2 separate regions of the Sus scrofa genome follow, and region 1 is linked to region 2. The links are chromatin contacts, called in public HiChIP or PLAC-seq maps. All regions are on one chromosome and are shown on one strand. Each heading gives the region's core, a stretch centred on a gene start, on an enhancer-like site or on the middle of the called end of the contact. The rest is flanking DNA. Distances are from core to core; before and after follow the strand shown. Region 1 holds the start of PRSS23 (serine protease 23). Region 2 overlaps ME3 (malic enzyme 3).

Region 1 (6,640 bases), core at 2,463-4,962, 170 kb after region 2:
CTGACACTATCTACCTGGAAATAGCGTCAGATGCCACAGGTTAAGGGCTCAGTCCCACAAGGCTGTCCCCACCCCCTTCAGATGCCAACTGCAAGCAGTAGTTCCCCAGGTGACCCACAACTTCTGTCCAATTCAGCTACAAATCAGAGCTTCCCATGACCCTCTCTTGGGTTGGATTAATTTGCTAGAATGGCACAGAACCCAGGAAAACATTTAGGTTTACGAGTCTGTTAAAGGACATGGTAAAAGACAGAGATGAACAGCCAGATGAAGAGATGAGTGAGGGTGAGGTCAGGGAGGGTCCTGAGAGGAGCAGCTCCTGTTCTCCTCGAGGTGGGGTGTGTCACCCTCCCAGAACACGGCTGTGTTTACCAAGCCAGAAGCTCTCTGAACCCCACACTTTTGCAATTTTATGGAGGCTTCCTCACGTAGACATGAGCAATTATTAACTCTATTTCCAGCCCTTCTTCCTTCTCAAGAGAATGGGGGCGGGGCTGAAAATTCCAAGTTTCTAGTCCTGGCTTGTTCTTTCTGGTGACTAGCCCCCACCTTGGAGCCATCCAGGAGCCCCGCCAAAGTCATGTCATCAGAACAAAAGACAGTGCTAATACTCAGGCAATTATAAGGGTTTCAGAAGCCCTGTGTCAGGAACCAGGGTCAAAGACCAAATATTAAAATACGATGCTCCTGGTGCTGTATCACTTAGGAAATAGCACGTGTTTTAGGAGCCCTGTGCTAGAAACCAGGGGCAGAGAGCAATGTGTACTTTTTTTTTCTATTATCTCACACCTACTGAGTGAAGTCAACTTCCTTAGTTTGGTATTCCAATTCCTCTGTCATCTATCTAGCTGCAATCTCTACCTTTCCAAGTATTATTTTCTGCTATATATAGCTCTCATGTGATTTATTCTCAAGAATTATGCATTCCTTTTTTTTTTTTTTTTTTTTTTGTCTTTTTAGGGCCCACCTGTGGCATATGGAAGTTCCCAGGCTAGGGGTCAAATCCGAGCTTCAGTTGCCAGCCTATGCCACATTCTCAGCAAGGCAGGATCCAAGCTGCATCTGCGAGAGCAACACCAGATCCTTAACCCACTGAGTGAGGCCAGGGATCAAACCCGCATCCTCATGGATACTAGTCAGCTTCTTCATCTACTGAGCCACAACAGAAACTCCCCAGGAGTATGCATTCTGAGTATTCAAGTTCAGAGCAAGTTTGACATAGAGCCAAGGTGAACTAGCTATTCCCAGGTCCAGATCTTCCAACTCCTGGGTCAAATGAAGCCTTGTCCTAAAGTCTTTCCTAACCCCATGGCTGGGAACCTTCTGAATTCTTACAGCCTTTATGTCTTCACACCTTGGGACTTTACCTGTCACTTCCTCTTATCTTTCTACGTTTTATTATAGCTACTTGTGGATATATTCTAACTAGTCTCCTCTCTAGAATTCTTCCCTAGGTGGCTACTCTCCTTCAGACAGGGTCTGTTTCATATTCTCTCAAGTGTGTATCCTATCCACTCCCCCATGGTAATATTCCATATGTATTTATTGAATTGGTATAAAGGAAGGGATGAGAAAGATTGTTTAACAGATTCGTAGGAAACTAGCTCTTTGATGAGTAAAAAATAACTGACAAACATCTTACCCACATATAAACTGATACAATTGGAGTTCATAACGATAGACACTGAATTTCACATTTTCTCCTATTTGTGCACTATTAATTTTCCGACACATAAGTAAAATTCAGGCAAATCTTCAGCAAAAACTTAAAAATCCTAAATGATCATCTTGATGATGATTAAGCCACACATATGAATATAACTGAAAAAGTGTCTCATGACCAATAGTTCTCTCTGAACCATATTAATAGAAGCCCATAACATGCATTTACATCATGTGTCAGAGCTGACAAAATACTTCTACAGACATTACTTCATTCCTGTTTTACAACTCTGTGAGATCAGTATGATAGGACTCATCAGCCCTGTTTTACCAATAAGGAAAAGGTAAGGGCGAAGAAAAACTGAGCAACTAGCAAGTTTTCATAACCAAAACCCAAGGTTTCCGATCCTGAGTTCAGAGCTCTTCCAATTATTGTGTTACTTAGGCTAAAAGATAACTTCATCTCTTGCCAGTGATTGATTTAGCAAAGTACTTAGGACTGTTGAATTCCTACCACTGTGATATGCAGAAAGGGCTGGGGAGAACTATCACTGTCTTGCTCCTAAGAGAGAGACAGAGGGAGAGAAGATTTTTTTTTTCCTCCTGGACACAAATGCAGGTGACAACTGCAGAGCCAAAAGAGGCAGGGCTGGAGCCTTGAGTGCCCCTCACCTGAAGCCACTCTATCTTTGAACTTCTCGACGTGCGATACTCAATTTCCTGATTGTCATTTAAGCAGGAGTAAGTCAAGGGTTTCCGTTATTGTGTCTGAAATCATCCCAAAAGAAACTATACAGGAAACTTTATGATATATGGATTTGGGGGAGAGAGTCTTGGGTTTGAATCCCCTCTCCAGCACTTCAAAGTGGGAATGTTATTTACCTAGTTAAGCCTTGGGTTCTTATCAGTTAATAGAAGGATATGTGTTCCTACTGCTCAGAGTCATTTGCTCCAATGTAAGAAGTAGTGGGAAAGGTCTGGTACACAGTAGATAATAAATGGCCATTATTGTTAAGATGAACTTTATACCAATGCTATAAATACTTTCACCAACAAAACCACCCTTTTTAAACTATAACTTTACACAAAACAATTTTATTGGCTCACTCGTGCTTTTCCTTCCAGTCAGGCAGGTATTCGAGTCAATACAAACGTTGATCCCTAACAAGCTTAGATCAAGAATACTCACCCTCTAAGTGAACTTCAGTCCCCTGAAGCTTTGGGATCACTGGGCGGAGGATGAAAGTTTTGATAATAAAATTACAATGGGAACTGAGCTTGGAGGGCTGCTACCAAGGCTGGAGTTTGCCTTCAAGGCAGCTATCAACCTTTCAAAAAGTGGCCCAACAAATCAAAGACTTGTCATTTATTTGTTTTTAATTTTCCTGAAGAAAGGGGTTTCAGGATTTAATAGTTTGATTTTATTACACTGTTTTAAAAAAAAAAATGGTAGAGAGAAAAAGAGACATTGCCATCTCTTGTCCTGAAAGAGAAGATGGTTTGGATAACCTCGCTTTGCCAATATTGCTATTTGTACAACTGTGAGGTCACAGCAATTGAGGACTGGGCTGGGCCTTCCTGGGTCTTCCTGGATTGAAGCTAGGGGCCTTTTCCATTTCAACAATAAAACAAAAAATATCATGTCATCTTAGAATATCATGTCACATCACCAGGTGGAGCTAAGTTTAATTGACAGCATAACCCCCAAACTGCTCTGTTACCTATTATCCCTCTGGGTGATGGACTGAACCCCTGCTCAGGTGGAGAGGAAGCCTTCACTCTGGCTGTGCATGGGTTGTCCAAACAGGGCCTCAGTCAGCCTTGAGTTAAGGGACAAAATATTTGTGTGGTCCAGAAAAGCCAGAGAACCCTGGCTGGGGCCCACTCAGAGAGCATGAAGCTTGTGGGTGCAGCAGCTTTAGGGCCATTGCTTAACAGTTCGGTCTTGATTTTTCAGGGACAGAAACAATGATGAGAACAACAACTTAACCGATCCCACAAGATCTCAGGGCTAAGTGTTCTTGTCACTAATTTTAGTCTGCTGGAAACCCGGATAAAGTCACTCCTCCTTCAAGGGAGTCCCCAGCTGCAGCTGCTGGTGTCAGTACTGGAGCGCGGTGTCCGTGGCCCTCCCAGTGTAACCTTCATGGCTCTGTCAGGGTGACAGGCTCCCCAGAAGCAGTCACCCTCGGGGCTCGCCCTTCCTCCAAGAGCACGGGCTGCAGCGGAGGGCCTCTGAGCAGCCTTCAGCTCTGACATCCACTGCCTTCATGTGGGTAAGTCCCGCCTCACCCCCCACCCCCCTTCCTACCCTTGAATCTGGTCCCAGCCCCCACCCCTGGGATCAGGCCGAACGTTGGCTTTCTAGGGCGCTCTGCAGGCTTTGAAGTGAAGAGAACACAGACCGTTGTGGTTTCCCTAATCTGTGGACCCAAGGAAGCAGGAGCCTGGTGACCATTGTTTGAAATAAACCAGGTTAGTGTTCTGAAAGAGCAGGAAGCCAATCACGTCTATAGACACAAACCCTCCTGCTTTCAACCTTGGGCAGGCCGTCCTTACTTTGTTTCAAAATAGGAAAAATCACTATCACTGTCATTGCCAGGACGGCTACGCAGCACTAGTCCTGGTGAGCTGGCTTGTTTTTCATTAACTCTCCCCTCTACGGAGGCAAAGGAAAACTAGAGGCCTTGGCCTGTGTCTAAGAACTGCCCAAACAATCTGCTGGAATCTAAAAGTAAGTCTCAAGTTTAGCGCCTTGTGGTCTGTTTTCAAGGTCAGGTTGGCTGATACCGCTATACAAGCTTTCCTGTTACGCTTATTCAAAAGGGCTCCCCAACGCCTCCAAATGCATCTATCTGGAGCCTTGCACAGTGCTTTGAGCTGGATGTGTAAGAGCTACAAAATAACCAACACATGATACCTTCTTCAGTCAGTTCTTACACCAGCAGCTATCCCAAGAGTGGTCTTGTAAATAATGATAATGATAACAGGGTAAGTAGCTAATGAGTAGAATCAAGGAAGCATATGTGTTCATAAGTCCCTTGACACATTTCCTAATTTAATCACCATCACGCTGGGAGGAGGGTACCGGCACTACTCTATTTTGCGAATGAGGAAACGGGGGCTCTTTCAGTGTGCTGGTTCTTTGCCCCCCCGCAATCTCCACCCTTTACTGCCCTGCCCTGTGCCTCACCCACCGCACAGCCTGGCTCCCTTGGGAGCTGACTTCGGCAGGCTCCAGAGATCAGCGGGCAGGAGGAGAAGAGATCAAGGCATTTCTTTCCCACTCCTTCCCTTCCTCCTGGGCACCAGTTTCCTGCAATGGCTGTATGGGTCCATAGGGGAGCAACTCCTGGCAGCAGGCCCCCCACCTGGGCGCTCAGGTGCCCCTTCGCCCTCCCTCCCGTGCCCACAGCAGGACCCCGCTGCTGGGCCCTGGGTGCTCTCTGTCCTTGCTTGTTCCTCCACCCTGTCCTCATCTCCAGGACTAGCCACTTCCTGAAAGTCTCTTCATTTGAATCAATTAAGGGCAAACTGGGCTTCTGTTAAGATCCTGACTGACACATCCCGCAAAAGAGATGCAGACTGGAGAGTCAAGGGTGGAGGAGAGGAAAGGTATACTGATAATAAAAGAAGTAACAGTGTAAGGGCTATGAGAAAGCTGTGGAAAGTGTTATGGGAAATCGAAGGCCAATAAAAGGAAAAAATACTTTGCAGAGCATGTGACAGAGTGTTAGGCCTTTTTACTTTTATTTTTTGGCTGCACCTGTGGCAGGTGGTTAAACCAGAGTCACAGCAGTGATGACACCAGACCCTTAACCCACTGACCCACCAGGGAGCTCCTGTTAGGCCTTTCAAGAATGCATACAATTAGGAGTCCCTGGTAATGCAGCGAGTCAAGGATCTGGTGTTGTCATCGCAGTAGCTCAGGTCGCTGCTATGGCGCAGATTCAATCCCTGACCTGGGAACTTCCACCTGCTTTGGGCATAGCCAAAAAAAAATTTTTTTTTAATGTATAGATTTAGACACAGAAAACAAACTGGTGGTTACCAAAGGGGAGGGGGAGGGACAAATTGGGATATGGAATTAACAGATACAAACTGCTGTGTATAAAATAGATAAGCCACAAGCGCATACTCCATAGCACAGTGAATTATATCCATTATCTTGTAATAACCTATAATGGAGTATAATCTAGAAAAACATTGAATTACTATGTTATACACCTAAAATTAACACAATATTGTAAATTAACTGTATTTCAATTTTTTTAAAAAAGTAGAATTGAGACAAGTGGATACAAAGGAAACAGTTTCAAATACAAGCAAAGGCAATGAGGCAAAAAAGCACGAACCACGTATCGGGAACAGAAGTGGTTACTCCTAGAAGTGGGATAAGCTAATGGATGGTTTTCTCAAACTGTGCCCAATAGAACGCCACTGTTCTGTGACATGTTACTACCCTATTGGAAAAAAGAATCGTGGTCAAATAAGACCCGGTAATTTAGAAATAAGTGAGTGTAAGCAGGTTTCTTCACTCAGGACTTCTCAGAGCATCTAGAGTGCTAATATGCATATCTGACCATCTTTTTTTCATGGATGGTCTATTAACATCTTCCAGAATGTGGGAGCAAATAGAGTTTGGGAAGCAAACTCCATCCTGTGGGTGTCCCTGGCAGAGTGACTCAGAACACATTCCAGAGGGTTCTGCATAAAGTCAGTGGGGACGTCACACATCTTGCACAGATGACACCTAGAACACCAGCATGCAGCCATAGCATAAGTCCTGAAATGTAACCAGCACACCAAGCAGAAACTGAATTTATCCTGAGTGACCCGTAAGGAAAGAATGGTGAACGGGCATCAAAGAGAAATTCAGATTTATATCCTGGAAAACATGGGAGCCCCAGTGGTAAAATTTCCCATACAGTGAGCCCTGCTCCTAGGGGCTGCACTGGCAAACCAGAATATTTCAGAC
Region 2 (6,598 bases), core at 2,537-5,036:
AACGCTTTAATAATGATAACCAGATGGATGGAGGGGGTCCTTGACAAGAGGCTTCTCTTTAGCTAATTTGCGAACATACGGAATTTCAGTCTCTTCTGACCAGTGCAAAAATGCATAGAATGTAAAGTGCCCTGTAACTTTCCTACTGGTGCAATTTTAATACTTTCATCATCGTCAGATGAAATATATTGAAAGTTAAGTCTCCTCTTCCTCCATTTTGAAAGTACAGGTTTCAGGCTTTACTCAGGAATGTGCAGGAAAATGTTTACCTAGAAGGCCTGGATACTAGAAATGCACCCCATAGTACCTCCCAGTCAGTGCTTGTGCTCTGACCGCCTTCTTTGCCACTTTCAAAAGAGCCCAAGGGAGTTCCCGTCATGGCGCAGCAGAAACGAATCCGACTAGGGGCCATGAGGTTGCAGGTTCGATCCCTGGCCTCACTCAGTGGGTTAAGGATCCGGCATTGCTGTGGCTGTGGGGTAGGCCGGCGGCTACAGTACCAATTAGACCCCTAGCCTGGGAGCCTCTGTATGTCGTGAGTGCAGCCCTAAAAAGACAAAAGGCAAGGAAAAAAGAAAAAGAAAAAAAGAAAAGAGCCCAAGGCTTTAAGAAGGTTTTTTACCTACACACAGAAACTCAAGATGCCAGGGATGGAAGGGACCTTAGTGATGATCTGGTCGACCTGTCTCATGTTACAGCCGAACGAACCGGTATTTGGATATCTGCATATCTTCTCTGAGGAAAGGTACTTTGCTCATTTTTTTAGCTGGTTTTTTTTTTTTTTTTTTTTGGTTTATTTTATTTTATTTTGCCTTTCTCTTGTTGAGTTGTAAGAGTTCTTTATATATTCTGGATACTAAATCACTATCAGATATATGACTTGTAAACATTTTCTCCCACTCTGGAGCTTATCTGCTTGTCTTAAAAGCTCAGTTTCTGTCTAAGTCTGTCGCTTACTCAAAGAGATTTCTTATGATACCAAAAAGTTTGTTTTCTTATTTCTAAGTACAGCTGTCTTATGCCCTTGAAGCTATAAATGTCTGTTATAGAAAACGACATTTGTTAAAATATGTTATAGAAATACCTTATTAAGCTTTGCGGTTGTAGTAGAAAAAATTAAAAAGTAGTTATCGAGCATCTACTATGTCTCCTGCCTTCAATGTATTTTGATTTAATTTGGAGCAGGAGACTTTCTAGTCACATGGTTACACATATGTAACCCAGGGTGGTGAACAGGGAATGTGCTGGAATGAGCTAGCACCCAACTTCATGCCCAGTCAGGCTCGGACAAGCTGCTTTAGCTCTGCCCCTTGGTTTTCCTTATCTGTAGGATGGGGGTGACGATATCTGCTTTGCCTTCTTCTGAGAGCTGCTATGGGGATCAAATGAGAAAAATGAGAATCTGTCCCAAGGAATCAGAGTGCTCAGTGGAATAGCCCCCAAGACACATGCACGAAAGCACTTCACAAGCTGTTACCCAAATACTGGTGTTGCCCTGGGCAGGCCGGGCCAGGCCTGGTGTCCTCACAGCACTGCTAGAGTGAGTTTTCTCAAACACAAGTCTGATTTTGTTGCTCTGTCCTCTAAAACCCTACGGCGGCTCCCCCTCTTCTAAGAAAGACTTGGGGATGTGACCCCACGCCAATATGGCTTCCAGTCTGCCAACCTGGTATCCTCTGCCACCCTCAGAGCATCAGCACAGGCAGCTCCACAAGACCTCAGCTCAGAGGCTGGAAATGCTCTGAGTCATGGAATCTGAGCCCTATAACCAGGGGGTGCTCCTGGGAAGCACCTTAAAAACATGACAGAGTGGAAGTGACTCTGCCTTTTGAAGACTTGTTGGGAGCTCAATTCTGCCACCAATATCTGTATGATTCTGGGCCAGCTTCTCTGGGTCTCAGCTTCCTTATCCAGTAACCCAGGTGAGCTCAGAGTCCCTTTCAGTCTATGACCTGGCAGTTCCTCTAAGAACAGTATTTTCTTTTTTTAAATTTTTTTAACTGATTTTTTAAAAATTATTTTTTGCTTTTTAGGGCCACCCTCATGGCATATGGAAGTTCCCAAGCTAGGGGATGAATCATCTACAGCTGCCGGCCTACACCACAGCCACAACGTGGGACGAAGCCACATCTATGACCTATACCACAGCTCATAGCAATGCCGGATTCTTGACCCACTGAGCAAGGCCAGGGATCAAACCTGCAACTTCATGGATCCTAGTCAGGTTCATGAACCACTGAGCCACGAAGGGAACTCCAGAGCAGTATTTTCTTTTTAGCATTACTGAGGTATAACTGACAAATAAAACTATAATACATTTAGAGTGTATATGATGATTTTATATACATGCATATTGTGAAAGGATTCCCTCCAAACTAATTAACATATCTATCACCTCATATTCTGAACCTTTCGTGTATATGTTGGAGAACACCTGAGTTCTACTCTCTTAGCAAGTTTCAATCCTACAATACAGTTATCAGCCACAGGCACCGTGCTGTACTTTAGTTCAGATCCTTGGAATTGAGAGTCTGTACCCTTTTACCAACTTCTCCCTATTTTCCCCACCCCCAGCCCCTGGCGACCATCATCTACTTTTTGTCTCTACCTCTTCAACATTTTTAAAAAGATTCCACATATAAGTGATCGGTCCTTGCATGAAGAAGTATTTTCTGCTGCGTTATATTGAATTTAGTGGTCCTTATTAATAGTCATTATTCATTGATGTTTACTATTCAGGCTTTATTTTACTACATTATTTTAAGTCTTTGTAACAACACTTAAAAATAGATTTATAAAAGTGACGCCTGTTTTACAGGAAGAATAGACTAATAACTAGCCTGAATCATATAGCGAGAGAGGGAGCAGCCAGCGAGGGTTCAAACTCAGACTGTAACTCCAAGATCCATCGTTGTTTCACTTCAAGCCCCTGCTTCCAGGACTCTTCCAATGATTTTCTCTTCCCTGAGTTCACCTCCCTTCTCCAACCCACAGTCCTCCCACAACTGTCCAGAAACATTTGACTATTTCTCTACCCTACCAACTAACAGCTTCCAAAGCCCACAGGCATCCCTCCTAGAGAAGGATCTGGGAGTCCACTCCACACAGCAGAAGAAGACCCCACCTCTCCCCCCATCCCCAGAGCTCTCTGAGCTCATCTGAAAAGCACAATAACAGCAATATCATGGGATACTTACACAGTAAAGATCAATTTATCCCTTGCAGTCTATTATCTCATGAGACGGCCACAGCAATTCCACAAGTGAGAACCGATTTTATAGAGGAGGAGACTGAGGTTCAAAGAGGTCACCTGTCCATGGTCACATACATGGCTCCAGGTACACACTTCCCTCCTGGGCTGGAGTTGGAGAAATGTCTCAGGGACACGCCTTCCCAAGGGTCTCTTTGTGGACAAAAAAGGCAAGGGGTATCTCTGGCCACTTACAGCCACATACCCAAGTCCCATGTGGATGGAACCCTGAAGAAGCCCTAAAGAAGCCATCAGCGGTCAGCCTTTGTTGAGGCTATTCTCGGGGCCCTTTCAGGGCTCTGACATCCTACTACACAGGCTTTCTCCTTGTCTAGTGAGCTTGACAGCCCCCCCACCCCCAATATCCCTGACAAGGCAACCTCCAGGACTAATCTTCACCAGATGCTGCTCAGGCCTCACATTCTCACATGCGGATGATGGAAAAGTCCACCATCCCACAATGGGAACTGATGGCCCTTGGTGCTGATGCCTCTTCCTGTAAGGAAAAATGGAGCAATCTCAGTGGAGTGGTGTAATGACTTCAGCTGGTCAACTGGTTTTGAGTTGGAGGTCACTGGTCTGGTTTGGGGTTATCTGGTGTTTACTCTTCCTTTCTTAATCATCCTATTTCTTTTTCTAATCCATGTGTCACCAGGAGAAAGGAGTGTAAACATGCGAGGTTGCTGTTTTCAGCAAATTCACTCAGTGGTCAATGCCAAACCGGGCTTTGCCTCAAAACCAGTCTGGCAGTGACAACAAGAGCAGGAGATAGGGTTACAGTTCTTGTAAACCAGCAGCTTGATTTTCATTTTGGCGCACTGTGCGTTCTGTTGTTATTGTTATTATTCTGGACTGAGGGATAGGCTTATTTTTCATAACTGGGTTTATGGTTTAGCGTAGCATAGCTACACTAAAACTTTCTGGATAAATTGTGTTCAACTTACATTCACATTCATGAAGAATTTCAGCAATCCACTCTCCCCTCTGAGTGACAGAGTGATCTTTCTAAACTGCAAATGTAATTACGCTACGTTATTTGGGATATTCTGGTCAAAAATCACTTTTCAGACTTGTTGACTGGGCTCATATTTACCTGGTTTTCCAGCAGCACCATGAAATGGCTGGCCTTTGTTCTGACTCATTTAAATCCACACCATATGGGCCATTAAATATTTTGAATATCACCCCTTCTAACTAATCTCTACTCTACCCTTACAGCTCCAAGCCAAGCCGTGACAGAAAACACATCATGCTTTAAATAAACCAAGAACTCTTATTTTCGCACCCCTTTGCCTTGAATTTCCCAAACTTCCCCTAATTCCTCTCATCCTTTGGTGTTCTCAGGTCTGTGAAATCTTCCCTAACCCCTTCTTCTCTCCCTTTCCCCACCATGCACACTGTTAGTCATTCCTTCCTCGATTCCATAGTACTATCTAACACCAAGGAGTTAAGAGACATAGTTTCTTCACCACAGGTGAAAATAACCCCTCAAAGTCAAGTCAAAATCATCAAAAGAAAGCAAACCAGGAGTGTCCGTCCTTCCCATAGAGATTTACAGAATCTTAGAGGTGGAAGGGACCTAAGAGGGTCCTTCCCACCCGCTTCTGCAGTTCCCTTGATAGATGTTTCTTCAGCTTCCAATCAAGTGCTTCTAGAGATGGAGAAGTCATTGTTTTTCTTTACATTGAGCACAGTGGATCTTGCAGTAAACTCTGCTCCTATGCCCTGGGTCTACCTTCTGGAGATGCAGAATAAGTCTATTTCTCATTCTACTTGATGGCCCTTCAGGTATTTCAGGAGGGCTCTCATCTGCCTTCTGTCCTTCAAAAAGAGACTAGGGTCCCCAAATCATTTTTTCCTGCACCCTAGAATGAGGATTGTGCCATGATGTCCCCTTTAGCCACATGTACCTGTCAGGTTATTTCCCAAATGCTTGGCCACAGGCTGTTGTTTGGGAAGAACATAAATACATTCTATTTCAGAACTGATTACTTTGAGCATAAGCATTACATCCCTTTAATACAAGGGTATATCTGAAGAAAAATTGAGAAATAACAGGAGGTATTTCTTAGAGAGATAAGGAAAATACCAAACATTCTGCAATGGATCTAGCAGATTACAAGTTCAGCTGCAGCTCATTATTTGTGAAATGTTATGCCTTTTCCTTACAGAGGGACAAAGAAGCAGCCAAAAGATAAGGCTCTATGTCTCTCAGAGTCCCTGCACGCTGGCTTCATTTTGGAAAAAATTTCTAGGAGGGGCCACTGTGGGGAGCTGGAGACCACTCTGAAATGAAAGCTAATTCTAGGAAAATTAAGTATGCATGTGGTGAAAGCAATGTGGGCAGCATCTGAATCTATTTTGGAAAATGATCCTGGAATTTTCCTCTGAGAATCCACTCACGAGAGTGATGTTTTCAGGTATGATTTAAATGCAGTTTTGCCTAGAGGCACAGCAATGTACTCAAATACCCTCTAAGCTCCCTCTAGAGGTTCAAGGGTGCAGCTGCCAGCAGAACTTCTGGGTCTGGAAGCCTGTCCTGTGTCCAGAAAAAGGAGGAGGGGTGTCAAGGGACACACGAGGAATTACCGAGTGTTTCTGTTAATTAGGCACAAATCTGTTAGTTGAAAAAAAAAAAAACGGAAAACAAAACAAAACCCCATTCTTTAAGTAATGTTTGGCTGAGATCAAATATAGCCTGTACAGCCAAATCATGAATACACATTCATACAGAAGAGGTAGTTACTAGTAATATTCTAAAATTTCAAATTAGGTAATAGGCTGATGCTTCACAGCACAATGAAAAAAGCAAAAATTCGGAATAGCTTCCTAATGTGCTGACATCTAAAGTGGCACGTGTCTCTGGGTTCATGAGTGAGAGCAGCAGTACAGTCATCATGACAGCCCCCAACTGCTGAGCACTTATTATGGGACAGGCATTGTGCTAAATAAGTTCCCTGCATTTTCTCATGTAATCCTCACAAGCCCCCTTTTAGATAAATACTGTCACTACCCCAATTACAGATCAGGAAGCAGGGACTTACAGGAGTTAAATCCTTTGTGTAAGTTTATGCAGTTCACATGTGGTGATGCTAGTGGTTGGAACTCCGGGCTATGCTCTTAAACACATTAAAATAGTGCTTTCTCATTGGAGGACACTGCACTCATCAAGAGTAATGACTAGTCCCAGGCACCCAACCAGCAGTAGTGCCATTAATGAGGGGCTTGATGGAGAGTGTACATATAACGTCTGGTCCATCATGAATATTCAGGGGATGCATCCCCTCTGGAATGATCACTAATCTGATTCCATGTGTCCTGAGTCTTCCAGAGCACAGAGAGCCCTGG

The links. HiChIP or PLAC-seq counts read pairs in DNA pulled down with a chosen protein or histone mark.
Region 1: an H3K27ac HiChIP or PLAC-seq map of skeletal muscle shows a contact between it and region 2. The contact joins the promoter of PRSS23 here to the enhancer-like site in region 2. A contact is called at or near these places in 13 of 47 Hi-C or Micro-C datasets (alveolar macrophages, brain, embryonic fibroblasts and 7 more) and 1 of 2 datasets of contacts at active chromatin or transcription factors (skeletal muscle).

What each region holds. Positions count from the first base shown.
Region 1 is chr9:20,599,964-20,606,603 of Sscrofa11.1, forward strand. It overlaps PRSS23 (serine protease 23), which reads left to right and starts at 3,713. Exons shown (of 2, transcript XM_003357231.3): 1 at 3,713-3,938. It also overlaps a transcript of ME3 not described here.
Region 2 is chr9:20,426,630-20,433,227 of Sscrofa11.1, forward strand. The region is part of intron 2 of ME3 (malic enzyme 3); the gene reads right to left. Among named protein-coding and RNA genes, the nearest start is that of ME3, 59 kb to the right of the region's middle. Within about 2 kb of position 3,787, at least 10 of the 83 cell types and tissues checked have an H3K27ac peak or open chromatin away from gene starts, as enhancers often do. A contact at or near this core is called in omental adipose tissue and skeletal muscle, where this site is marked.